Regions from separate parts of the Mus musculus genome. Here regions 1, 2, 4 and 5 are each linked to region 3. Evidence: chromatin contacts called from public ChIA-PET, Hi-C, HiChIP or PLAC-seq and promoter capture Hi-C data. All regions are on one chromosome and are shown on one strand. The core of a region is the stretch at or near the end of the contact, and the rest is flanking DNA. Distances in the headings are between cores, read along the strand shown.

Region 1 (4,876 bases), core at 194-2,693, 410 kb before region 3:
GTCTTAAGTGACTCTTGAACCAAAGATCTGGTCCAACCCAACATACAAAGGTTCAACGAATAAAACATAATTTTTAAATAAAAATGTATGTGTAGTAGGATATTTCTTTAAACTAATTATAACTATCGATGTTTAAAAAAAAATTGGCTTTGTGGCTAAGCATGGTGGCACATGCCTTTAATCCCATCACCTATGAGGCAGAGGCAAGTTATGTCTGTGAACCATGGCCAACTTGATCTACATGCTGAGATGGTGAGTTCCAAGCCAACTCTGTCTCAAAAACAAAAACAAAACAAAACAAACAAAAAAGTAATGCAGGCTATATGACAGAGTAAGTATCCCTACTCAGCCAAATAGAACCCAAATGCACATACATATATACATACAGGCATGCATGCATGCACATAAAACAAAAATAATAAGTCTTTAAAAGAATAACACATTTGGCTGGGCGTGGTGGCTCACGCCTTTAATCCCAGCACTCGGGAGGCAGAGGCAGGCGGATTCCTGAGTTCGAGGCCAGCCTGGTCTATAAAGTGAGTTCCAGAACAGCCAGGGCTATACAGACAAACCCTGTCTCGAAAAAAAAAAGAATAACACATTTGTCTCAAGTATATGATGTCTAAGGGAAGCATTACTTTCTTTAAAAGAAAAATCTCCCACCAGATATGACATCTAACTTGATTTGATTTGAAATTATAATGGTATTTAATACCATTTGAGGTTATAATGGTACTATAAAATCCATGAGACTTTCTCTGAACGAGGAGACTACAGACAGGGGGCCCCGCCTCCTGAGCTCTAAATCGCAGCCTTTACTTAGGCAGTGGCTCTCAACCTTCCTAATGCTGCGACTCTTTAGTACAGTTCCTCACGTTGCGGTAACCCCCAACCATAAAATTATTTCGTTGCTACTTCATAACTGTAATTTTGCTGCGTTTATGAATTGTAATTAAAAATATTTGATGTGCAGGATATCTGATATGCGACCCCAAGTCCGTAGCAACCCACAGGTTGAGAACCGCTGCTCTAAATAAATAAAAACTGTATGTGGTCCCTCTCCCAGCTAATACTTTGAAGTTCGGAGTCCTTTCCTCAAATTAACCAGCAAGCATTTTAATCCTTCACTTTCTCCGAGCCGAAACTCCTTCCAAATGGTACGAGGTTGGAGTTCCAGGAGACGTGGCTGATCTCAAAGGCGACCTGGTGAGAACCTGCAACCCTGCTTACCGAGGAGAGCTCATCGCATCCCAGCAAGGCGTAGTAGTCCTCGCTGCCCTCCGGCCTGTAGTTCAGTATCGCGTCCATTTACAGCGGATGAGTCAGTCCTCTCCGACGCCACCGACACTGTGAGCTCCGGGGCGACAGCAAAGCTCTTTACATTTCAGCAGGACTTTCCAAACCAGCGAGCACCCAGACGTCAAGCCAGCCCTTTGCAAACACAGCTTCTCATTGGCTGTTTGCCCAGGATCGAGCCTGCCATGCGGGGCTGCTGGGATCTGTAGTTTGGGGTTTGTTGTTGCTGTTGGGTTTTTTGTTGCTGTTGTGTTTTGTTGTTGTTGTTGTTGTTGTTGTTGTTGTTGTTGCTGCTGCTGCTGCTGCTGCTGCTGCTGCTGCTGCTGCTGCTGCTGCTGCTGCTGCTGGTGATGCTATTGTTTGTCGTTGATGTTGTTTTGGTTTGGTTTGGTTTGCTCTTTACTTTTTGCTTTCATTGAAAAAATTTGTTTCATACAATATATATTCTGATTATGGTTCCCCGGTCCCAACTCCTCCCAGATCCTCCCCTCTCCTTCACTCACCCAACATCTCGCCTTTTTTTTTCCCCCTTCTCTCGTTAGAAAACAAATTTTAAAAACTAAAATAAAAGAATTTAGAGAAAAATAATGGAAGAAACACATGCAAACAAAATCTATAAAATTAAAAACACGGGCTGGAGACATGGCTCAGCGGTTAAGAGCACTGACTACTCTTCCAAAGGTCCTGAGTTCAATTCCCAGCAACCACATGGTGGCTCACAACCATCTGTAATGGGATCTGATGCCCTCCCTCTTCTGATGTGTCTGAAGACAGCTACAGTGTACTCACATATATAAAATGAATGAATTAATCTTTAAAAAAAATTAAAAACACAAACTGGGAAACCATAACATACCAGCAGAAGGCCAGTAATTTTTTTTTATGCAATATAAAACAAAAAGGCTTTAAAAAATACCATTGTCAGCAACCACATGGTGGCTCATAACCATCCATAATGAGATCTGATGCCCTCTTCTGGTGTGTCTGAATACAGCTACAGTGTACTTACATATAATAAATAAATAAATCTTTTTTAAAAAATACCATTGAGTTTGTTCTGTGTTACCCGTTTCCTGCTGGGCACGGAGCCCACCCTTAAGTGTGCCTAATATACCCAGTGAGACCCCGCTACAGAGAACTACTTTTTCCTTGATGATATCAACTGAAGATGGCTTGTTGGTTAGGGATGGGAGGCCATCTCTACTTCCCCTCTCAGTGCTGGGACCTCATCTGGCTTGAACACGGACAGGCCTGTGTGTGCTCTCACAGTCTCTGTGAGGTCCTATGTGCCTCGGTGGAGTTTGAGTATTGACATGGTGATTTTTTTTTTTCCTATTAGCTAATCGGAAGTCAGTTTTGACAATTTAGTGTAAAACTGTTACTAATTTATTGTACCTCTGTTACTTGGATAGTTTTTTTTTTAACCTATTTTTTTAAGAGACAGAAGAAAATGTGAAGCAAGTTTTTAAGATTTGGTCAATTAGAAAGATACTTTTCCAAGTGTCTAAAATAGCATGTAATTTGGGGCGGTTGTAGATGTAGCCCGGTGGCCAGCATTTTTGACTGCCACCAGCCAGGCCCTAGGGAAAGGAGAAAGGGAAGGGGAGGGGAAGAGGGGAAGGGAGGAGAAGGGAAGGGAGAGAGGGGAGAGAAGGGGAGGAGAGAGGGGAGGGGGACGGGGAGGGAGAACAGGGGAAGTGGGAAGGGACAAGGAGAGGAGACTGAGAAGAGATCATTAATTCTGTTTTTGGTTTTGGTTTCTTCGAGACGGGGTGTAGCCCTGGCTACTCTCTGTAGAACTCACTCTGTAGACCAGGCTGGCCTCGAACTCAGAAACCCTCCTGCCTCTGCTTCCCAAGTGCTGGGATTAAAGGCATGTGGCACCCTGAGATCATTGATTCAGAAATCAGGGACTGAAGAGATGGCTAGCGGTGAGAAGCACTTGCTGCACTTCCAGAGAGCTTCAGTTCAGTTTCCAGTGCCCAGCACCTCGCTAATTCCAGCTCCAGGAGATCCGACACCTCCCGGCTTCCAAGGACATCTGCACTAAGGTGTACACACACACTGCCACATAATTAAAACTGATACAAATTCTTGGGAGGCAGAGACAGGTGGATTTCTGAGTTTGAGGCCAGCCTGGTCTACAAAGTGAGTTACAGGACAGCCAGGGCTACACAGAGAAACCTGTCTCAAAAATTAAAAAACAAAATCAAAAACTGATACAAATTAAATATAAACAGATTAAGCATCCAAGTATGATGGTACAAACCTATTATCTAATCTTATCCCAGGTTTGAGAACAGCCTAGGATACAGGAGAGCTAATATATATTATAAATATATGTTATGTTACATATAATTTATATATAACTTTTATATATTATATATTTATATACATGGCATGGTGGTGCATGCCTTTAACCCCAGCTTTCAAGAGGCAGAGGCAGGTGGATCTCTGTCAATTTGTATTTTTTTTAAATAAACCTTTTAATTTATTCATTTTTTATTTTATGTGCATTGGTGTTTCGCCTGCATGGATGTTGTGCGAAGGTGTCAGATCTTGGAGTTACGGACAATTTTGATCCGCCATGTGGGTGTTGGGAATTGAACCTGGGTCCTTTGGGAGAGCAGTTGGTACACCTAACCTCTGAGCCATCTCTCCAGCCCACACATGGTACTTCTTAGCTCCTGTTCTCCATTTATTCAGTCCGGGGTCCTCCCAAGGTGTTAGCTACCACAGCAAGCAGGCAGGTAGGTTTTCCCACCTCAATTAATTTAATTAAGATAATCCCCCATGCCCAAAGACACATCTTTCTGGTGATTCTAGAGTCTGTGATAACATTGCCCATGCCATTAACTGTCTCTAACCTCAGTACTGAGACAGGCAGATCCCTGGAGCTTGATGGCTTGCCAGCCTAGCCAAAGCCGTGCACTCCAAGTTCATCTCATCGTGAGGCTATCTCAAAATATGAGAAGAAGCTAGGTGGCCCATACTTTAATACTAGCACTGGGGAGGCAGAGGACTGGGAGATCTCTGAGTTCGAGGCCATCCTGGTCTGGATACGGAATACCAGGCTAGCCCAAGCTATAAAATGATACCCTATCTCAAAATTAAATAAATGACGGATATCCATACAGGAAGACACTCAAAACTCTCTGGCTTCTCTGAACACCTATTTTACATAGCTATGTGCACCTGCACTTATGCTTTTCTGGAGGTATAGATCCATTTTGTTATATTTTTATCATTTATTTGGATGGGTATACAAATGTGGAGGTCAGAGAACGGGCCTATGAAAGTTTCCTTCTCCTTCTCCTCCTCCTCTTCCCCCCTCCCCCTTCCCCTCTCCTCTTCCTCCTTCTCTTCCTCCTCCTCCTCCTCCTTCTTCTTTTCCTTCTTCTTCTGGGTCCCAGAGATCAAACTCAGGTATGGTGGCAAGTGCCTTTACAAGCTGAGCCATCTTGCAGGCCCCTGAGAGGTAGATATAGAAAACAAACCCTAACGCTAAAGCTAGGTGTTGTGGCTTGCTCATACCTACCTACAATCCTTGCTTTTGTGAAGCTGAGACAGGAGGACTGCA
Region 2 (4,733 bases), core at 2,116-4,615, 330 kb after region 3:
CACTGCTCTAGTGATGTTGTATTCGCTAATCCAGTTTCCTGCTTATTGCTCCTGCTTGGCTAACAACAGTTCTGAAAGGTAAAGTGGCTATGGTCACATGGTCTCTTGTTCTGTTTGCTTCGGCACCCTCAACCCACAATCTCTTTCCCTAGTCTCCATCAATTTATAACTGCCCCTATTTTTCCTATATCATCTGAAATCCTTCATGTTCTTTTGTTGTAAAAGTTTCACATTTGCCTTTCAAAGTGCATCTTGACGGCTCTTTGCCTTCTACTTTCTAATTACAGGCTGAGAAAATGAACGATTTTGGAAATAACCAGAGAGGCAAGTTTAGAAATAGTACCTTGTTTTTAATATCTTTTTTTCTTTTTTTTGGGGGGGGGGTGTTTGAGACAGGGTTTCTCTGTGTAGCCCTGGCTGTCCTGGAACTCACTCTTGTAGACCAGGCTGGCCTCGAACTCAGAAATCTGCCTGCCTCTGCCTCCCAAGTGCTGGGGTTAAAGGCGTGCGCCACCACTGCCTGGCTGGCAAGGGGGATTTTAAACATAGAACCTTTGTTTAAGAGAATACCAGGAAAAAGAATACACCACCTAACTTTTCAGGGTATTATCAGGAACTCTTTTAAGATATTTGGAAAATAGGGTTGGTAAGATAGCTACACTGGTAAAGGCTTCTACCACTGAGCCTGAACATGACTTTGATCCTCAGGAAACACATTGTGGAAAGAGAACTTCTACTAACAAAATACTGTCAAACAAACATAAAACTAGACGTTGTGGCTCTTGCCTTAACTTCTCTCCTAGCACCAGGGTGGCAGACACACAGCTCTGTGAGTTGGAAGCCAGTTGGCTTCTACATAGCAAGTTCCAGGTCAGCTAGGGCTAAGATGGTAAAACTCTAAACTAAGTAAATATTTGGGAAAGAAAGATGTTCTGATTGTTGTATTTGAAACTAGGCACCATGGTCTGTGCTTGTAGTTACAGGTACTAGGGAGGCTGGAGCAGGGTGTTCACTTGATCCCATGAATTGGTGATTATATTGGCGATTATATTGGCGATTATATTTTGAATCAATGTCCATGATGGTGGCCAACTGGACCTGATCTAGAATCATCTGAGAAGAAAGCCTCTGGCAGTCTGTGAGGGAGCACCTTTATCTGGTTAATTCAAGTGGGAAGACCAACCCCAACCGCCAGACTAAATAAAAGAGGGTAGGTGAGCACCATTGTTCATTTTTCTTTTTCTAGCAGATGAAATATGACCAGCTGCCTTGTACGCCTATTGCCACATCTTGCCTACCCCGATGGACTCTAGCCTCCAGCTATAAGCCAAAATGACCCAAAATAAAACGCTTAAGTCTCTTCTCAGGTATTTTGTCCCAGCAGTGAGAAAAATAAATGATATGTTGTTTTAATTCCCCTTGGTTCCAAATCTCACGATCAGACATAAATCTTTTGAGTTTTAAATTAAAATTATAGTTCCTGTTCCCATGTTTCCTGATCAATTAAGCTAATATCGACCAAGTCCTTCACTCCTTGGGCAAGTTACTCATGTGTAGATCTCCAATCTCCTTCCCCACTTGATAAGAGAATTAGTTCAGGCCATTAGGACTTAGAAAGGCCACATTTGTTGGCGCCGAAGGTGTCACAATTTGGGAAGCAGTCACTTGAATGACTAATAGAATCTAGTCCTTTTCAGGTTTGCTGTGAGGTTTGGTATGAGAAAAAAAATGCCAAAAATAGGATCCTAAGAAGGTAAAAATGCACTTCATTTGAGTGATTTTCAGCCACAAGACAGCATCTGCTCCCTTTATACCCATGTGTGTGGCATTCTTCACCTTATTAACTGTTCCTATGCATAGCATATTCCGTTGTAGGGGCATAGTGTATTGCTGTAGAACTGGGTGTAGCTAAGAGGAAAAAGAATTTAGAAAAGCTATTGAGATTTAGATTTGTAAAGATTTAGATGTAGAGACCCATAACTATTCATCCAACTTGTGGGAAAAGCCTTTTTCACCATCATTCCTTGAACACACCTGGTGTTATAAAACTGAATCCATAAGACTACATTCAGACAAAGTCATTGATGTTAAGCCAGTCCTTATTTTCATAGAATTCTGGAAGCTATCACAAATTTAAAATATTGTGGTCCCGGTTATTTAAGTCTAATCATAGAACTCAGGACGTGTAGCTGTAATTTTTTTAAGGCCTGTGTTTGAGGCTCAGATTACAAGACTGCTACACTAGACATTATGTAGTTTGCAAGAATGCCCTGTACCTACATCTAGGTTTGGTGTCATCTTCCCTCAGGAATGTAATAGCTGATTGACTGAATAAAGAGAACATGATAAACAAGGTTTGAGGACTGGGATTGTTGTTCAATTGGTAGTAGGCTTGCCTGGTCTGTGAGGTACAGGGGATCGAGCCCAATCTTTGTGAATATACATAAAGACCAAGAAGTCAATTCGCTGACACTGATATCTTTCATATAAATTTGTACCTCAGAGGCAGTTAATCCTGAACCTTAAGATTAAATGTACGTATTACAAGCAGGTCATCTGTCAGACACATTGGACTTGCTTTTCTTATCCTTTAGATTTTTCCCTATTCTGTTTCATAGGAGCGAGCATTCGCCTTGCAACTCTGGGAAATTACAGCTGTGAGAGCGCTGTGCCCATCGCGGATTCCGATCACTTTTCAAGTCTTACAAGCGCTACTGAGTTTGGACAAATAAATTCGCTTCTCGGGTGGGTTTGGTTTCTTCTGGGATACGTGAGAACTAAAAGTGAAGCCATAACTTAACGCCTGCATAAGGAGCTAATATCCTTGAGGCGGCCCCTCGGCTTCAGACCCCTGCAGATTCTGCTGACCCCGGGAAGCCTCGACGTCAATGCCCAGGTACCGTTACAGGCTAACGCTCCACCCACTGCGGGGGGCGGGGCGGGGCGGGGGCGGGGCGGAGGGCTGCAGTTTCCGGCGGCGAATGGCTGTACGGCGCGTGGCGCTCCCGCCGGCCTCAGCTCGTGCTTGCCCACGAGCCGCTGCGTCGCGCGTCAGCCCCTCGCTCCCCGCCGCCTGCGAGGGGGCTGCGCGAGCGTTGCAGGGCATGCTGGGAAGGGAGGCGTTCCGAGCGGGGGGAGGGGAACACTTGGAATTCTGCGTGCCGCGCCAGGGGAGGCGAGCGTCCTTCCTGGAGATTGGCCCGTGCTCTGGAGAAGCCTGTCACTTCAGACCGTGGGCGGGCCCATCGGGGCCACTCAGGTTTTCATTGGCCGAGGGAGGCTGCGACTCTCTGGGAGAGTTTCCTCCTGTAGAGTTCCGGCTTGCTTTGCTCCCGCCGCGAGGTGCGTGGCCCGGAAGTGACGCACGGTCCTGGCCGGCGGGGCCGCCCAGCCCCCGCTTCCTTTCACGCTCTCGGTGGCCGTAGGTGGTCGCGGCCACCGCAGCCGGGCGGGAGGTTGCGACGGCCAGTAATGCCCGGGAAACTCCTCTGGGGAGACATAATGGAGCTCGAGGCACCCTTGGAAGAGTCCGAGAGCCAGAGGAAGGAGCGGCAAAAGGTGTGCTGCGGCTGGGCCGCGCCTCCCTCGGGCTGCGCTGGCCTGGGCGGGGAGGGGAGCTGTCTAGGAAGGGGAAAGACCTGTCAGGACCGGGGGCGAGTTTCCGAGGGACAGCTTCCCCTTCGCCGAGCTCAGCCCTCCGAGGTCCCAGGGACCATTCCCCATCGCCGCACTCCCGGACCTGGAGGAGAACGGCCCGGCTTCCGTGGTACTTCAGCCCCACGTCGGCCTCTGCGCCCGGATCTCTCCCGAGAGATGGGCAGACTTGAGCTCCCATCGCCGTGGAATCTGCTCGTGTTCCCTTTCTTAGGCGGCGAGTCCCTTCATTTGGTTTTCCGGGGCCTTCGAAGAGTTGAGACAGAGATGATGATGGCTTTGCCTATGTGTTGCCTCCCGGTCGCGGTGTCGTGTCTGCAGCAGTCTCGGGAAAAGCTATCCTAGGGGGTTACAATCCTCCATGATTGGGTAATAGAGGCTTAAGGAACAGTGTCAAAGCCAGGCTTGCCAGGGGTTGGCTGTGATGGAGTTCGTGGGGGTTGTATTACGAATAGCCCTTACTGTCAGTATTTTCAATCCACTGTGGTTTTTATTGAGGCTAATCGTGCCAGACTCTTAGCTGAGGACCGAGGAGATAAAACTAATTAAGTATGCAGAATAGTCCCTGCCCACCAGGAGCCTGTAGAGGTTCTATCCCCACCTCCGTCCAAGACATTAAGAAAGAAAGAAAGAAAGAAAGAAAGAAAGAAAGAAAGAAAGAACCCGAAAAATAGAGGATCTTATGGTGTTAAGAAAAAATGCAGAGGTAAAATTTTTACTGGAGACATTTGACCTGGAGAAAGAAAGCTGAATGAGGATGAAAATGACTGTGGGAAAGATGACACTTGATAAAATATTTACTCTGTAGAGTGCTAGAGATGAGGAAACACCCCCTAGGACCTACCACGAAGGTAAATTTTAAATTCTAGCCACCCTTTTATGTCACCTTCCCAGTGGGCATTGAAGTGAGGCCACCACTATGCCCGACAAATGCCCAGCGTTGAGCTCTATTCCCAACTCTCGTTTTTCTGTTTTTGTAGAACGTACTAAATTTGGAATTTACATTTGAGAGTTCCATTTTTCAGTGCTGGGGTTTAAATTCGACCATGGCTCAAGGTTTATTTTTTTTATACCATTTT
Region 3 (4,358 bases), core at 1,315-3,814:
ATGACCACGAAGAACTGCTGCAGAGGAGGGTAGTCAGAGTCCAGCGTGCGGCCGAAGCTCAGGGCAGACTCGATGAGCCCTTTGATACTCAGTTTAGCCATGTTTAACAGGTTGGCTCTCTCCACGGCTGTGGGGTCCTTTGTAGCTGAAAAAATGCAAGAAAGCCCAACATCATCCCCAGGACAAGACAACAGTGGCGAATCCACAGATCTGTCCTTCCCCGTGGAAGTCTGCTCTCCCGTGCTTGGCAGCCGGATAGCTCCTCAGGCCAGGTTGCCACAACACGGCCTCTTTCTTCTCTCTCACAAGCCACAGCAAAGCACCATCCACGCCCACTGTGGCCATGCTTATGAACTATCCTCAAGACTCCACACAGAGAATAATAAGCTTTATTTTCTGGCTGGTGAGATTGCTTAGAGAGGATGTGCGGGACGGACCACTTGAGCTCCATCCAGAACCCACAAGCCGGAGAGAATGTCTCTGACCGTCATTTATCAGGCACAGCACATTTGTGTCTACCTACTGCGTGCTCGAGCACACACACGCACGCACACAATCACTAGCCACGGCCCACTGTGCCTACCTACTACACACATCTTAAGGTAAAATGGCTTTCAGTAAAGATAAGCTTGCAAGTACAAGCCACATGTTTGAGGATTTTGCAAATGGTGGGTAGCAGGCATGGTCTAGGTCTAATGATTTCCAAGCAAGAATAAGAGGCTAAAGAAATGGCTCAGTCATTAAGAGCATTTGCTGTTCTTCCAAAAAGCCAAAATTTGGTTCCCAGCATCCACTAAGATGGTTCACACCTACTTGTAACTCTAGCACCAGGTGGCCAAATGCCCTCTTTTGACCTCTGAGGTCAACACACACACACACACATACACACCTTTATTTCAAAATCAGGCAGTGGTGGCTTGCATCTTTAATCCTAGCACTTGAGTTAGAGGCTAGTCTAGTCTACAGAGTGAGGACAGCCAGGCCCACATATTAAAACTGTCTCAAAAAAAAAAAAAATCAAAATACACTAGCAACAAAATAAAAGGTAAAGTTATCAGATTCCAGAATCTCCCAGAACAAACATCACAGGGAAAACAACAACAACAGAAAAAAAAAAAAAAAATCAAAATATTTTGACAAACCCAAGGTAGTCTTCTGTGCCTTTGACCTAAGCAACTAGGAGATTGGTTCCAGGCCGGCCAGGGTTACACAGTAAGACCCTGTCTCGAAAAAAACACAACTCCCAGGTCAAAAGAAAAGAAAAAAAAAAAAAAAAAGGAAAGAAAAAAATTCTAGTACGGGCTGGAAAGAGGTTAATTCCCCATACCTGTGGTAAGCGCTTAACTCCAACTCCAGGGAGACCCGACGCCTCTGGAGGCCCCTACACTCAGGTACACACTCATTAAAAATAAAAATAATTTTTTTTAAACCAGCTGTTCCCCCAACACTCTAAACACTGCCGAGTGGCACAAATATTTTTCTGCGAAGATAGCAAAAGAGATGTGAAAACCAAACCTAACATTTATTAATCTCCAGAGAACTCTGCCATGTAGCTGTTTCTGTAGTCCCAGCGTCTGTGATTCTTGGGTCCAGCCTGGTCTAAACAGAGTGTTCTGAGGCAGCCAATGCTATATAGAGAGACCTGTCTCAAAAACAACCTTCAAGTAAATGACAAACCCAGGTGGTCAGTGCGTTCACAATTTAGTGGCCCACTCAAAACAAAACAAAACAGCTGGGCGTGGTGCGACACACTTTAATTCCAGAATTTGGGAGGCAGAGGCAGGAGGGAATCTCTGAGTTCGAGTCCAGCCTGGTCTACATAGCTAGCTCCTGGACAGCCAGGACTATGCAGTGAGAACCCGTTTCGAATAACAAAACAAGAGTCCCCTTGCTCTGGCACTTGGCTATGGTTTGCATCCCAGCTCTCTTAGGCTGACTTCCTCCGCAATCTGAAACAGCCCGGCTGGGTGATGAAGGATATGGCCACATCTTTTCCTCCACTCTCCGTCGAGGTGTGATTCCCTCCGTCCACCCCCGCTCCCGAAGTGAAACCACCTGACGTTTAATAATCGGCAGAATTCTCTTTTTAAGAGTGTTCATCACAACCTGTAACCTGCACCGGAGGAGCCTAGGACAGCGGCTGTGCAGCAGCGACCGCAGGTGGGGCTCCTCGGCAGTCCCTAGAGGCGGCCCCGCTCCCTCTGCGCCCCCAGCCTGCAAGGGGGCCCCGCGGAGCGCGCTCCTGGCACTACACCGCTCCCCTCCCCAGCCTTCCGCCCTGCATCCGCGTGACTGGGAAGCCATCCCTGTCCCTGGACGCCCTGGTCCCCGCCCGTCCGCCGACCCCAGCCGCCAGGCCCCAGGGCGGGCGGGGCGCAGGGATGCGGGCGGGCGGACGTTGCCATGGAGACCCCGGGAGCCCCCGGTTCCCGGGTGACTGCGTGACCCAAGCGAAGGATGGTGACCCCGGCTGCTGCCCTTACCCATGGCGGCGGTGCGTGCGGGACACGGGCTCGCGGAGCGGGTCAGCAGCTCCCCGCAGGCGCGCGGCGGCCACCGCGTCTGGCCCGGCTCGGCGCTGCCACAGCGCCCCTGGCGGCGGGAGGACGCCACGGCCGCGTGAAGCTGGTCCCCGCCGATCACCCCCACCCCCACCCCAACCCCCATTTGACCAACCCTGACAGCGTCAGAGAAAGAGGCGTGACGGGGACCTGGGGCACAGCGCCAAGGGAGGATGTAGATGCGGGCCTCAAGCTACCTGTCAAGGTTTCATCCTTGCAGGCTGGATGGGTTTAAGGAACACACCGGCCGACTCGGAGCTAGCCGACAGATTTTAGAAAACCTCACACAATTAGCAGAGCCGGCGGCTTGTAATGCCAGCATTTGAGAGATGGGAGTTAGATGGATCCGTAGTTGAAGACCAGGCTCACTTACATAATGGATTTGAAGCTCGCCTAGTCTCAAAGGAAGACACTAAATCCAGCTGCTAACCCCAGCACTCAACAGGAGTGGACGCAGGAGGACTGCTAGGACCTTGAGGTTACTCTGAGCTACCTAACAAGTGCCAGGTCGTCTAAGGATAGCTACAAAACCCCTGTTGCATGTAACAAAATGTGATACTTTGTAAGTGGGTATGGTGGACCTAGAAAATACCAACTCTTAGGAGTTGGAGGAAAGACACAAGACCCCAGTTCCATGTAACAAAATGTGATACTTTGTAAGCGGGTATGGTGGACCTAGAAAATACCAACTCTTAGGAGTTGGAGGAAAGACCTAGAGTGTTTGTTGCTTAAAAAAAAAAAAAAAATCCTTTCCTTAGTGAGGTGTAAACAACGTCTACCAAATGCTTCCAAAATTCTGAGGACACACCAAAAATGATTAACACCGTTCCCGCTGAAGAAGCAGTGAGTTATGGGGGATACTGGGGAGGACTTCGAAATCCCTCTAGGAATGATGACTCCTTCCTGGCTGCAGATAGTCACCCCTCCACTAGCCCCTCCCTTCCTATATGTTAGTTCCTCCCTAAGGCCATTTGCAGTTAGGGTAGAATTGCATACAACAGCTTGCAAGAGAAAGACTGGTTGTTCCTGTGAAGGTCCCATGACCCTCCCTCCCTGCCCTCCTATGAGGGAATTCAAGTCAACTTGCCCAGCTGTGATCTTTTGCAAGCAGATGTAGGCCAGTTTGCTGAAAACAGTGGTAGTTTTGACTCAGTCCTGTACAACACAGTTCAAGATCATTCTCCCAGACATTCGAGATTTCAAGGCCAGCCTGGGTTATACAGGGCTGTCTTTTAAAAAATGCACAGGCACACACACACACATGAATGCTTCCTCCTGCCTTTCAACTTGCCATAGATAAAACTTGCAACAGGCACCTGGGTGTGCTGCCTGTCATATACCTATAACCCCGGGATCCACCCTTCAGGCAAAAGCAAGCAGATCTTGATTCCGGAGCTAATAAACCCATCTCAAAAACTTAAACCACCAAAAGTGGGTAGACAGATGCAAGTCACAATGTTAACTCAACACTCTGGTTTAGAATGTTAAGAGATAGTTGCCTGAATCCAGCTGTCTCGGGACCAACGTCCATTCTGCTGGCAGAGTCAAAACTGAGTTCATGGTCCCAGGCCCCAGACCCAACACTTATTCTGCTTCTTCAGGGGTTTCATGTTTGTCTGTTATCCAGTAAAGGGGGGGTTGCCTTATCTAAAACAAGGCATGCAAGCATTGCTGGGGGTGAACTACCTGACTGCATGCAGCTTGCCCACTCCTTTGTTCCCTTATCATTCTGAATTCCAGACCAGAGTCCAGGGGGAGACCTGACTGCAAATCTGAATCAAGGACCTTGAAACCAGG
Region 4 (4,312 bases), core at 480-2,979, 290 kb before region 3:
AATATTTTCCTTCTTTTTTTTGTGGGGAAAAGGTGCTGGGGATTAAACCCAGGGCCTTGTGCGTACTAGGCGTGAGCTTTTCCACTGAGCGATATCTCCAGGTCCCAACAAACTTTCCAATTTATTACATGCTAATTTTCAGCCTTCCCAGGATCCTCCCAAACACATTAAAATGTTAAACTAACATCCTCAGGTCCACCACTATTAGTCCTGGGAATGTTTGGGTATACATTTCTCCAATGCTCTAAGAATCACTCATTTATCTCAGAAGATCATCTTTTAAAAATATGCTTAACTATAAAGCACACCTACCATTTTCATCATTAAGACCTAGCTGACCAAATTTGTTACGTCCCCATCCAAAGATAGCTCCGGAAAGGGTGAGTACAAAACTATGGGCTCCTCCTGCTGCGACTTGCATGAATGGTATTCCAAGCAAAGACTTAATCAGCTGTGGTGAAGTTTGCTTTTGACAATCAATGCCTAGACCCAGCTGGCCATATTTATTCTGTCCCCAACAGAAAACTTCACTTGCTGTAAGACAAAAATCATAAAATTATTTTACACACACACAGTATCATTTGAAGATCAACTACCCTTTTGAGACATTCTCTCATTAGATGAAAATACATACTTACTGAACGAAGAAGTTTGGTTTTTTTATATGAAAACATACTACTACTTAGAGACTATGTCTTATGAAACTGGTTAAGTTTCAGCAACACACTGGTAACCAGTCATACAAGCTAGGAATACACTCATTTCCTTATGCCCTACAACAGAGGACTCTCTAACATTCTTCATCTCTCTTACTCTCTAAGCTTTCCCCAAGAGGTACTCTTCTAATCTCAAGGCTTCAGCTATCAGCATATGCAAATCTAAACTAAGAAACACCCTGCAACCCACTACTTATCTGACACCTACACAAGGATGTTCCAGAGCCACTTCTAACTCACTGTGCCCAGACTGAATATGGCTTCCACCCCATTGCCAATCCTCAGGGCTCTCCTCCCCGCGTTGCCCTTCACCAGCAGAGGTCAGATACCCGGGATGTCGTTCCTTCTCAGACATCAACAACTCCAAATCTACGAAGGATTACTATGTTACAGGTTTGGGTTTGTTTGTTTGTTTGTTTGTTTTTCTCTTTCTGGTAAATAGATCTGTTTTAGCATCCTTCTTATTTCCTTTCATCATTTTCTCTACTACTTGTTAGTTCTGATTCATCTGCCAGCAACTTCAGATGGTTTTTGTTAAAATAACTAGCAATAATCTATTTAAACAAGCAAATTTAAAAGTTCACAGTCCCCAGGACAGGGCCAGGTGGAACAGGAACAGTGGCCTGCTCTGCAATCTCACCCACTGGGGAGCAGGAGAGAAGAGGAGGAAGAGGAGGAGGGGAAGGAGGAGGAGGAGGAAGAGGAGGAGCCAGAGCCAGTCTCCTCCCCCCCCCCCCCCCCTCAGGCTCACTGGCTAGTCAGCACTCATTTGGTGAGCTCCAGGGCAGTGACAGATTGTCACAAAACAAAACAAAAAAAAGATATAGATGGCTTCAGAGGAATAACTCCCAAGGCTGTCCTTTGGATCCAAATCTATACACAAACAATTAAGAAATTTTAAAGTAAACTTCCATCTAACCCTTAAAATATTAAGTCTCTGACTCTTCTTCAAGCATGTCTGTATTTGCATAAGAAGCAAACTGCAGCCAGGTGTGGTGGCTAATGCCTACAATCCCAACCCTTGAGAGAGGGAAACAGACTGCTTTTAGCTGGGCAGCACTTCTGACTAAAATTGAGGCAGAGGCAGGTGGATCTCTAAATTCAAGGTCAGCCTGACCTACAGACTGAGTTCCAGGACAGCTAGGGCCACACAGAGAAACCCTGTCTAGAAAAACAAACAACAAAAAAATTTAAATTAAAAAAAAGAGAAGAGATGGAGCTGGAGAGATGGCTCAGTGGTTAAGAGCGCTGACTGCTCCTCTGAAGGTCCTGAGTTCAAATCCCAGCAACCACATGGTGGCTCACAACCATCTGTAACGAGATCTAGCGCCCTCTTCTGGTGCATCTGAAGACAGCTACAGTGTACTTAGATATAATAATAAATAAATCTTTGAAAAAAAATTAACCCTTTAAAAAAATCTTTGAGCGAGAGAGAGAGAGAGAGAGAGAGAGAGAGAGAGAGAGAGATTGCTCCTTGTTTAAAGACAGCCTGGGCTACAGAGTAAAACCGTTGCATGGTTTCTCACTGCTCTTAGGACAGGCTCCTTAGGAGGGCCTGTGGGGGGTTGTTTACACTTCCTTGATCTCGACCCTCCAGCCACACTCATCATCCTCAGCACTCAGCCCGCTGCTCTCACCGCCCTGAGCACCTAATTTGAGTTTTGTTCAGCTCAAGTCTGGTCTTCACTCTTGGACATACCAGATTAAATCTCATTCCCACTAAACGTTATAGAAACCAACTTTTTCCTCTCCAGCCCCTCTCACCGTACATAACTATTTATGTTCTTTGTGTGATGCTGTGAGGGCCAGTGGTCATAGCTTCTCACTCACTGCACACTACACACTCAGGTGTGCACAGTTTAGTGAACTCACACTAAATACTCAGAGTTACGTTTCTCATTATACTACCTGTGATGGTTTGTATATCCTTGGACCAGGGAGTGGCACCATCTGAAGGTGTGGCCTTGTTGGAATGGGTGTGTCACTGTGGGTGTGAGTATAATATCCTCACCCTAGTTGCCTGGAAGTCAAGTCTTCCACTAGCAGCCTTTGGATGAAGACATAGAACTCTCAGCTCCTCCTGCGCCATGCCTGCCTGGATACTGCCATGCTCTCACCCTGATGATAATGGACTGAACCTCTGAACCTGTAAGCCAGCCCCAATTAAATGTTGTTCTTTAGAAGACTTGCCTTGGTCATGGTGTTTGTTCATAGCAGTAAAACCCTAACTAAGACACTACCTAAAGCTATAAAATGCAAGAAAGAAAAATCAGCTCCAGATAGAAAACTTTCTTAATTTATCAGTTTTTATAGAGCTAAACCTAATGTTTTGTTCACAGTGGACCCCACGAGACATTTACTAAAATAGTAACAGACACCAGAATGTATTTTTTTATTTCTGAGATAGCCTAGGCTGACATGGACCATGTAGAAAGCTTCCTGTTTTAGCTTCCCAAGTGCTGAGATTATAGGTATGTACCACCATGCCAGGCTGAATTTATCTTTTTATTTTTAATTATGTGTTTTTATTCATGTGTACATGTCTCTGTGAGTGTACATGCTTACAAAGTCCTTAGATCTCCTAGAGCTGGAATTCAGATGCTTGTGAGCTACCTGATATGGGTGCTGGGAACTGAACTCAGGTCCTCTGGAAGGGCGGGGTAGTCATAAACCCACTGGGCCATTCCTCCTCTTCAAATTTATCTCCCCTTTCTCCCTAGATTTTCTTTTTCTTCTTCTTTTTTAGATTTATTTAATCATTTTATTTCTGAGTACACTATAGCTATCTTCAAACATACCAGAAGAGGGCGTCAAATCCCATTACAGATGATTGTGAGCCACCTTGTGGTTGCTGGGAATTGAACTCAGGACCTCTGGAAGAACAGTTGCTACTCTTAACCATTGAGCCATCTCTCCAGCCCCCAAGTTTTAAATGATAAGGCAAAAACCATGGAAGATTCTCTAATTCATTCTCTAATGTTCAACTGGCATATGAATAAGTTATTGCTTCTAAATATTTAGTAATTAAGTAATAACCCAATTTCAAGCCTATATGGTTAAAAAAATTACATAATGCACAAAAAAGTTAAATACCTAGTAAAAAATATAATAAAGGCATATAAGGTATTTGCAGATAAAAGAAAACACTAATGCCAGGTGTAATGGTGTGCTTCTTTAGTCCCAGCACTTGGGAGGCAGAGGCAGGAAGATCTTTGTGAATTCAAGTCCAGCATGGTCTACATAGTGGGTTCAAGGATAGCCGTATTGATATATAAGACCCGGTCTTGAATAAACAAAGGAAAAAAGCCTAGTAAGAGAAACAGAGTACATGCAGAAGTATCATGTTCATGTGTTGGAAAACTTAACACTGTAAAGATTACCCTAATACTGATTTATAGACACCATAAGCTCAACAAATATTTCAGCAGCTTTGTAAACATAGAAACTAACAGCTGATTTAAAATACATGGAAATGAAATCAGGACAAATCTTGTAAAAGAAAACCCAGCGGCCTTTTGTTCAGAGTACCAAGAAGTAATTAGTTAGAAAGGGACAAGTGCTTACCTTTAGAAAGTGCAAGCGAATGATAGTAACCA
Region 5 (4,880 bases), core at 1,425-3,924, 470 kb after region 3:
AGAGTGACTCTTGCTTCTTCTGTCTCCTGAGAGCTGGGGGTCAAAGGTATGCACCGCTCGACAAGTGGCTAGACTCAAACTCTTGACTCTACTGCCTCTGTTTCCAAATGCTGGAGTTATAGGCATAAGCTATTATGCTAGGCTAAGGCCAATTTCATATGTGTGTGTGTGTGTGTGTGTGGTATGTATATATACATAAATATGTATGTATATATAATTTATCTTACGTGCATTGTAATTTTGCCTGGATGCATGTTTTGTGAGGGGGTCAGAGCCTGGAGTTACAGACAGCTGTGAGCTGCTATGTGGGTGCTGGGAATTGAACTTGGGTCCTCTGGAAGAGTAGCCAGTCCTCTTAACACCTGAGCCATTTCTCCATCCTCCCAAGGCCAGTTTTTAAACACTTCTTTTCAGAGTCAGTTTCCCTGAAGCTTCAAAAGTCTGATACTTCCCCTAAGAGATTTATTTCCAATATTTTTGATGACTGTGAAATTATTCCTGAGAGACAGCAAGGATCCAACGAGTGCCCTCCCCAGCTGCGGACTGTAAAGCCAATCTGCCTGAGAGCGTTTGGCAGATACGCCTACTCAATAATTACTAGAAGACTTCCCTTTCACACACCAGTCTGATTTTCTTCTCATCGCTCATCTGTCTCTGGAGTATGGTTTAGAGCACCTGAGTTCTAGAACAGGTCTGGCCACTCACCCCAGAGTGTGAGAAGAGAGGACTAGAGAGAGACTCGGGAGCCCAGGGTCATCTTTGGCCTACACAACAGGTTCAAAGCCAGCTGGGGATACGTGAAACCCTGCCTCAATAAATAAAAATATATAAGGAAGTAAATAAAAAAAAATCCCCATGACTCAGCAGCAGCAAAAAAAAAAAAAAAAAGTCCCCGAGTGAGAAAAATCTCCCAGTGATCACTTTCAGGTACTAGTTTTGGTTGTTTGGGTTTTGTTTCTGTCACTGTGATAAACTACCCTACAAAAGGCAGCTTAGGGAAGAAAGGGCTCAGGGTCACATTTTAGCTCACGCTTCCAGGTTACGAGAACAGTGCATCATTGCAAGGAAGTCAAGGCGGCTTGAACTTGAAGCAGCTGATTGCACAATCCAAAGCAGAGAGGAACAAATGATTGCTGGTTTTCTCTCAGCTTGCTGCCATCCGGATCCCTAAACCAGGGAGGGCATCACGCTGCCTACTATGGGCTGGATCTTCCCACACCAAATAACCAAGACAATCCCCCTTAGGCCTGTCCATAGCCATCCTGATCCGGGCTATCTCCGTCCCTGAGACTCCCTTCCCACGTGATTGTAGGTTGTGTGAAGGTGACTAAATTATCCATCTCTACTTCTAATTGCCTTGAAGGTGTCGTGAGAAACTTCCTGAAGCTGTTAACATGATCTTTCGTTTTGTTATCAGGGCTTTAATTGAAGCTTATCATGAAAAGGGACCAAAGGCAGAGGAGAGAAATCCCAACAGATACTAAAACTCCACACGGTGTGCGCTGGGTCTCTGTGCGCCTCGGTTGCTACAGTTGAGGGTTTCCAGGCTCTGAGGGGGCTTCTGAGGAGAAGTTTCTAAGGAGGGCTTCATTTTCTCTATCAGGGCTCCTGAGCTATGAGATTCTAAAGTCTGTCCTTATCAGGAAACCTTAAGGAATCAGCAGGAAGCCCAGAACAAGGGGAAGGAAACTCCTCCCACCCATCAAAGGATGGCCAAGGGGCAGGCATCTGAGCAGCCGAGGAACGGACACCCTGAAGTGGAGAATGGTTGAGCCCTCAGAGCAAAGGCAGAGAAAGCTGTCTCGCTACAGATACAGCGTAAAACCACCCTTACTGTGAGGCTAGCACAGAGTGGCCATTCCCGCACCCGCACCCCCAAAGCCCCGCAATCTTCGAGGCCAGGGAACGGCTAGTCCTTTATGAACGGCAGCATCTGTGTCTCTGTTTTCACATTCCACGGCCCTCTGAGGGGGGGACCTGCCCTCCTTGTTCCTGATTTTTGCCTTACTCAAGACCAGAAAGAAAAATTTTTTTTCGAAGTAAACAAACAAACAAACAAAAAAAAACAGGAAAAAAAGATGCAAACATGCATGGTCTCAATCCCTGGGGAGCAGCTGATTTTATATATATATATATTCCTCACCTGTTTGTGAGCTAGAGGGAAAGCCAGGAATTCTAGCAGACTCTGGACGTTAACGGAGACCGCTCATCCTGGGGGCTGAGAACCCAGCTCGGCTCGGAATGTTCCCTGCTTGTGCCTGACTCTGTGCGCGCCCAGCTTCTCTTTGATGTGCGCTGTGGATGAGCCGAGCTCAGTTCTGGAACAGCTGAGTCCTCCTGTCTGTTTAGATTGTTACCTGAAGGAAGGGAGGGGGAAGAAAGTGCTGATTCGACTTTTTGATGGGGAAAACTTTTTTTTTAAACATGCAAATGACAGATGGCAGAGCTTTTTGGAAAAAGAAAAAATAATAACCACACAGCAAACGCCTAGGGGGAGTCCGGTGGAGTTTCATCATGGGTATGAACAGTTGTTGTTTTTTTCAACTTTCTTCTTCTTTCTGGGTGTTGATGTGGATCTCTTTCTATTTGTTCAGGAAACTGTGACGTGTGTTCTTGGGCAGGGTCTGAGGTTTTGGAACCTCTTTCTAAAAGGGACAGAAAGAGCACCCTGCTACATTTGCTAATCCAGAGGCTGAGTGGAGCCGAGCTGGTCAGGATGCAGGTTCCCGTCGGCAGCAGGCTTGTCCTGGCTCTCGCCTTCGTCCTGGTTTGGGGATCTTCAGTGCAAGGTAAGAGACCCAGGATCTTTAATTCTCTGCTCTGAAGGCATCAGCATATGCACAAGTAATTGTCTTCATCTGAAGGTGCAGGGTGTCCTATTGTGGGAGGGGAGGTAAGGAAGGATTTCAGGTGCCTCAACAACCTCGTGTGAGTTTACTTGAGTTTGGTCTAAAAAATAATAATAATTAATTAAACTCTAAGGTAAGTGGTGGCCTTAAAACCTGTCAGGATGACTGAAAAGTGTTCTTATTTTTTTGGGTAAAGATGTGTGGTTTATTCATTTAAAGCATTCAAGAAATAAATGGAAAATTACCCAACTGATCTACTGAGATGGTGGCATCATGGAATTTTCTAGAATAGCATCCTATCACTGAGTTGTCTGCATGAACTCCATTTTGATATAAGGTCTCATGTAGCGTAAGATGGTCTTCAACTTGCTATACAGCTGAAGAGGACCTGGAACTTCTACTTCCCGAGTGCTGGGATAACAGGTGTATGTCTCCATGCTGGGTTCCAAAGAACGGAATCTGATGGCGCTGTTATTTTAACAATGAAAGAGGCTTTTGTGTGTGTGTGATTTTCTGAGACAGGGTTTCTCTGTGTAGCCCTGGCTGTCCTGGAACTCACTCTGTAGACCAGGCTGGCCTCGAACTCCGAAATCCACCTGCCTCTGTTTCCCAAGTGCTGGGATTAAAGGTGTGCGCCACCACTGCCCGGCTTTTTTTTTTTTTTTTTTTTTAATTGGGGTAAATGTAGCTATTTTTACTTTCTTCTTAAGCTCGGCTCTTACCAAACATTCAATTTTGGCTAGGCAAAATGCTAACTCTAAAACAATATTTTAGAAACAGCCTGAGGAGTGTTAGCATTTGTGCTCTCGTCCAGAAAACAGGTTTTCGTTTGAAAACCTGTCTGTAAATTTGACTGTCTTTTACAGCTGTTCAGTCATGCTGACTCAACCTCAAACTTTTTCTAAGAAGATGGAATGTTTGTAGAACAAACAAACAAACAACAACTACAAAGAAGCACACTTTATTCGCCTTAATATTTAGGGAACTATGTCTAAATGAGGCAGAAGGTCATGGCCTGATAAATAAGTTGCCGAGTTTATGGTTGAAAAACATAAAGGAAATGTTGAGTCACAGCGACATACGTGTCCTGGAGTTTCTTCGAAGTGACTCCTAGCTGTAGCGTTCTTACTTCCGGTCGAAATGACATCTCACAGGTTACTTCAGAAATTCCTTGCATAGTGGAAGTTTAGAAACTTATTTTCATGGGGCTATGCTAACGTCGTCATCGGAAAACAGGAAGTGACCTTGCTAAGGCTCACTTCTATTTATGTAGCTTTGTGATATTGGCGCCTACACCCAGGGCCTCATGCATGTCCGGGGCTCTGCTACACAGCTAGAGCCACACTTTTCCCTTTGACTCAGAATTCAAGTTCATGCGGATCTTTCAGGGAAAAACCTTTGGCTTCATGAAATAGTCCCCGGTAGCCACGTGCTCTGGCAAGATGGACAGCTGTGAATTCCGCATTTGTGACACCTGGCTCTGGGTGTCTCTCTACCAGAGGCGTGCATGTAAGCCTTTCAGTTGCAAAAGTTCCCAGAAACATCAAACTAGACTAAAAACAAAACCTTGTCTATTTCATCACGAGCCAGAAATTAGGAAGGAGTCGGGCTGGGTGGCTTCTAAGGCACTCAAGGTGCAGAGGCAGGAGGGACTGTGAGTTTAAGGCCAGCCCAGTCTTCGAGAGTTCCAGGATAGCCTGTGCTACTAGTGAGATCTTATCTCAAAAAAAAAAAAAAAAAAAAAAAAAAAAAAAAAAAAAGCATGGGGGGGGGAGAGGTAGGGGAGGAAAGGCTGTCTTTTATCTTTTATGTCATGGTTGACTTAGCTCTTAGTTGGGAACAGAAGCAAAGAAAGGAGACAATGAATGAGCCAAAAATCTAGGGTGTTTCCAAGGGGTTCTTGGCTTAACGACTTTGCTCATCTCTGAACATGAATGTGGGTGTTTGGCCACGAGTTAGTGATTAAGCGGCTACAGCAATGACACTATGTGTCTTACCACTTGTGTCCTGCCACGAGTGATTAGATACCAT

Evidence for each region. A called contact is a pair of places that touch in the nucleus more often than the background predicts. ChIA-PET counts read pairs in DNA pulled down with a chosen protein or histone mark. HiChIP or PLAC-seq counts read pairs in DNA pulled down with a chosen protein or histone mark. Capture Hi-C pulls out chosen DNA fragments and counts their contacts.
Region 1: a contact with region 3 is called in a promoter capture Hi-C map of adipose tissue, with 4 times the contacts expected there. The contact joins the promoter of Dnajc12 here to the promoter of Rufy2 in region 3. A contact is called at or near these places in 16 of 39 promoter capture datasets (the C10 cell line, the HPC-7 cell line, HPC-7-derived erythroid cells and 11 more), 2 of 15 datasets of contacts at CTCF or cohesin (embryonic stem cells and large pre-B cells), 15 of 484 Hi-C or Micro-C datasets (the 63-12 cell line, CD4 T cells, CD8 T cells and 6 more), 12 of 115 datasets of contacts at active chromatin or transcription factors (effector CD8 T cells, embryonic midbrain, embryonic stem cells and 6 more) and 3 of 9 other capture datasets (adipose tissue, liver and pancreatic islet).
Region 2: an H3K27ac HiChIP or PLAC-seq map of extraembryonic endoderm stem cells shows a contact between it and region 3, with 5 times the contacts expected there. The contact joins the promoter of Ddx50 here to the promoter of Rufy2 in region 3. A contact is called at or near these places in 6 of 39 promoter capture datasets (the C10 cell line, the HPC-7 cell line, cranial neural crest and 3 more), 2 of 484 Hi-C or Micro-C datasets (CD4 T cells and hematopoietic stem and progenitor cells), 9 of 115 datasets of contacts at active chromatin or transcription factors (the NIH/3T3 cell line, bone marrow-derived macrophages, effector CD8 T cells and 6 more) and 2 of 9 other capture datasets (adipose tissue and liver).
Region 4: a Hi-C map of fetal liver shows a contact between it and region 3, with 6 times the contacts expected there. The contact joins the enhancer-like site here to the promoter of Rufy2 in region 3. A contact is called at or near these places in 7 of 39 promoter capture datasets (the 3T3-L1 cell line, cranial neural crest, liver and 4 more), 4 of 484 Hi-C or Micro-C datasets (embryonic stem cells, fetal liver and regulatory T cells), 2 of 115 datasets of contacts at active chromatin or transcription factors (large pre-B cells and stem cell-derived neural progenitor cells) and 2 of 9 other capture datasets (adipose tissue and embryonic stem cells).
Region 5: a contact with region 3 is called in an RNA polymerase II ChIA-PET map of memory CD8 T cells, with 67 read pairs. The contact joins the promoter of Srgn here to the promoter of Rufy2 in region 3. A contact is called at or near these places in 1 of 39 promoter capture datasets (cranial neural crest) and 2 of 115 datasets of contacts at active chromatin or transcription factors (effector CD8 T cells and memory CD8 T cells).

The regions. Positions count from the first base shown.
Region 1 is chr10:63,383,130-63,388,005 of GRCm38.p6, reverse strand. It overlaps Dnajc12 (DnaJ heat shock protein family (Hsp40) member C12), which reads right to left and starts at 1,443. Exons shown (of 5, transcript NM_013888.3): 1 at 1,231-1,443. The coding sequence starts at 1,308.
Region 2 is chr10:62,649,850-62,654,582 of GRCm38.p6, reverse strand. It overlaps Ddx50 (DExD box helicase 50), which reads left to right and starts at 3,365. Exons shown (of 15, transcript NM_053183.3): 1 at 3,365-3,558. The coding sequence starts at 3,472.
Region 3 is chr10:62,978,458-62,982,815 of GRCm38.p6, reverse strand. Rufy2 (RUN and FYVE domain-containing 2) reads right to left here and starts at 2,564. Exons shown (of 18, transcript NM_027425.4): 1 at 2,484-2,564; 2 at 1-145. The coding sequence starts at 2,487.
Region 4 is chr10:63,269,673-63,273,984 of GRCm38.p6, reverse strand. Herc4 (hect domain and RLD 4) reads right to left here. Exons shown (of 25, transcript NM_026101.4): 5 at 4,281-4,312; 6 at 313-534. Gm51767 (a long non-coding RNA gene) reads left to right here. Exons shown (of 2, transcript XR_003948882.1): 2 at 1-1,176. Among named protein-coding and RNA genes, the nearest start is that of Gm51767, 5.5 kb to the left of the region's middle. Within about 2 kb of position 1,729, at least 13 of the 459 cell types and tissues checked have an H3K27ac peak or open chromatin away from gene starts, as enhancers often do. A contact at or near this core is called in embryonic stem cells and fetal liver, where this site is marked.
Region 5 is chr10:62,505,551-62,510,430 of GRCm38.p6, reverse strand. Srgn (serglycin) reads left to right here and starts at 2,674. Exons shown (of 3, transcript NM_011157.3): 1 at 2,674-2,789. The coding sequence starts at 2,717. It overlaps Gm51804 (a long non-coding RNA gene), which reads right to left and starts at 2,627. Exons shown (of 3, transcript XR_003949006.1): 1 at 2,477-2,627; 2 at 2,144-2,357.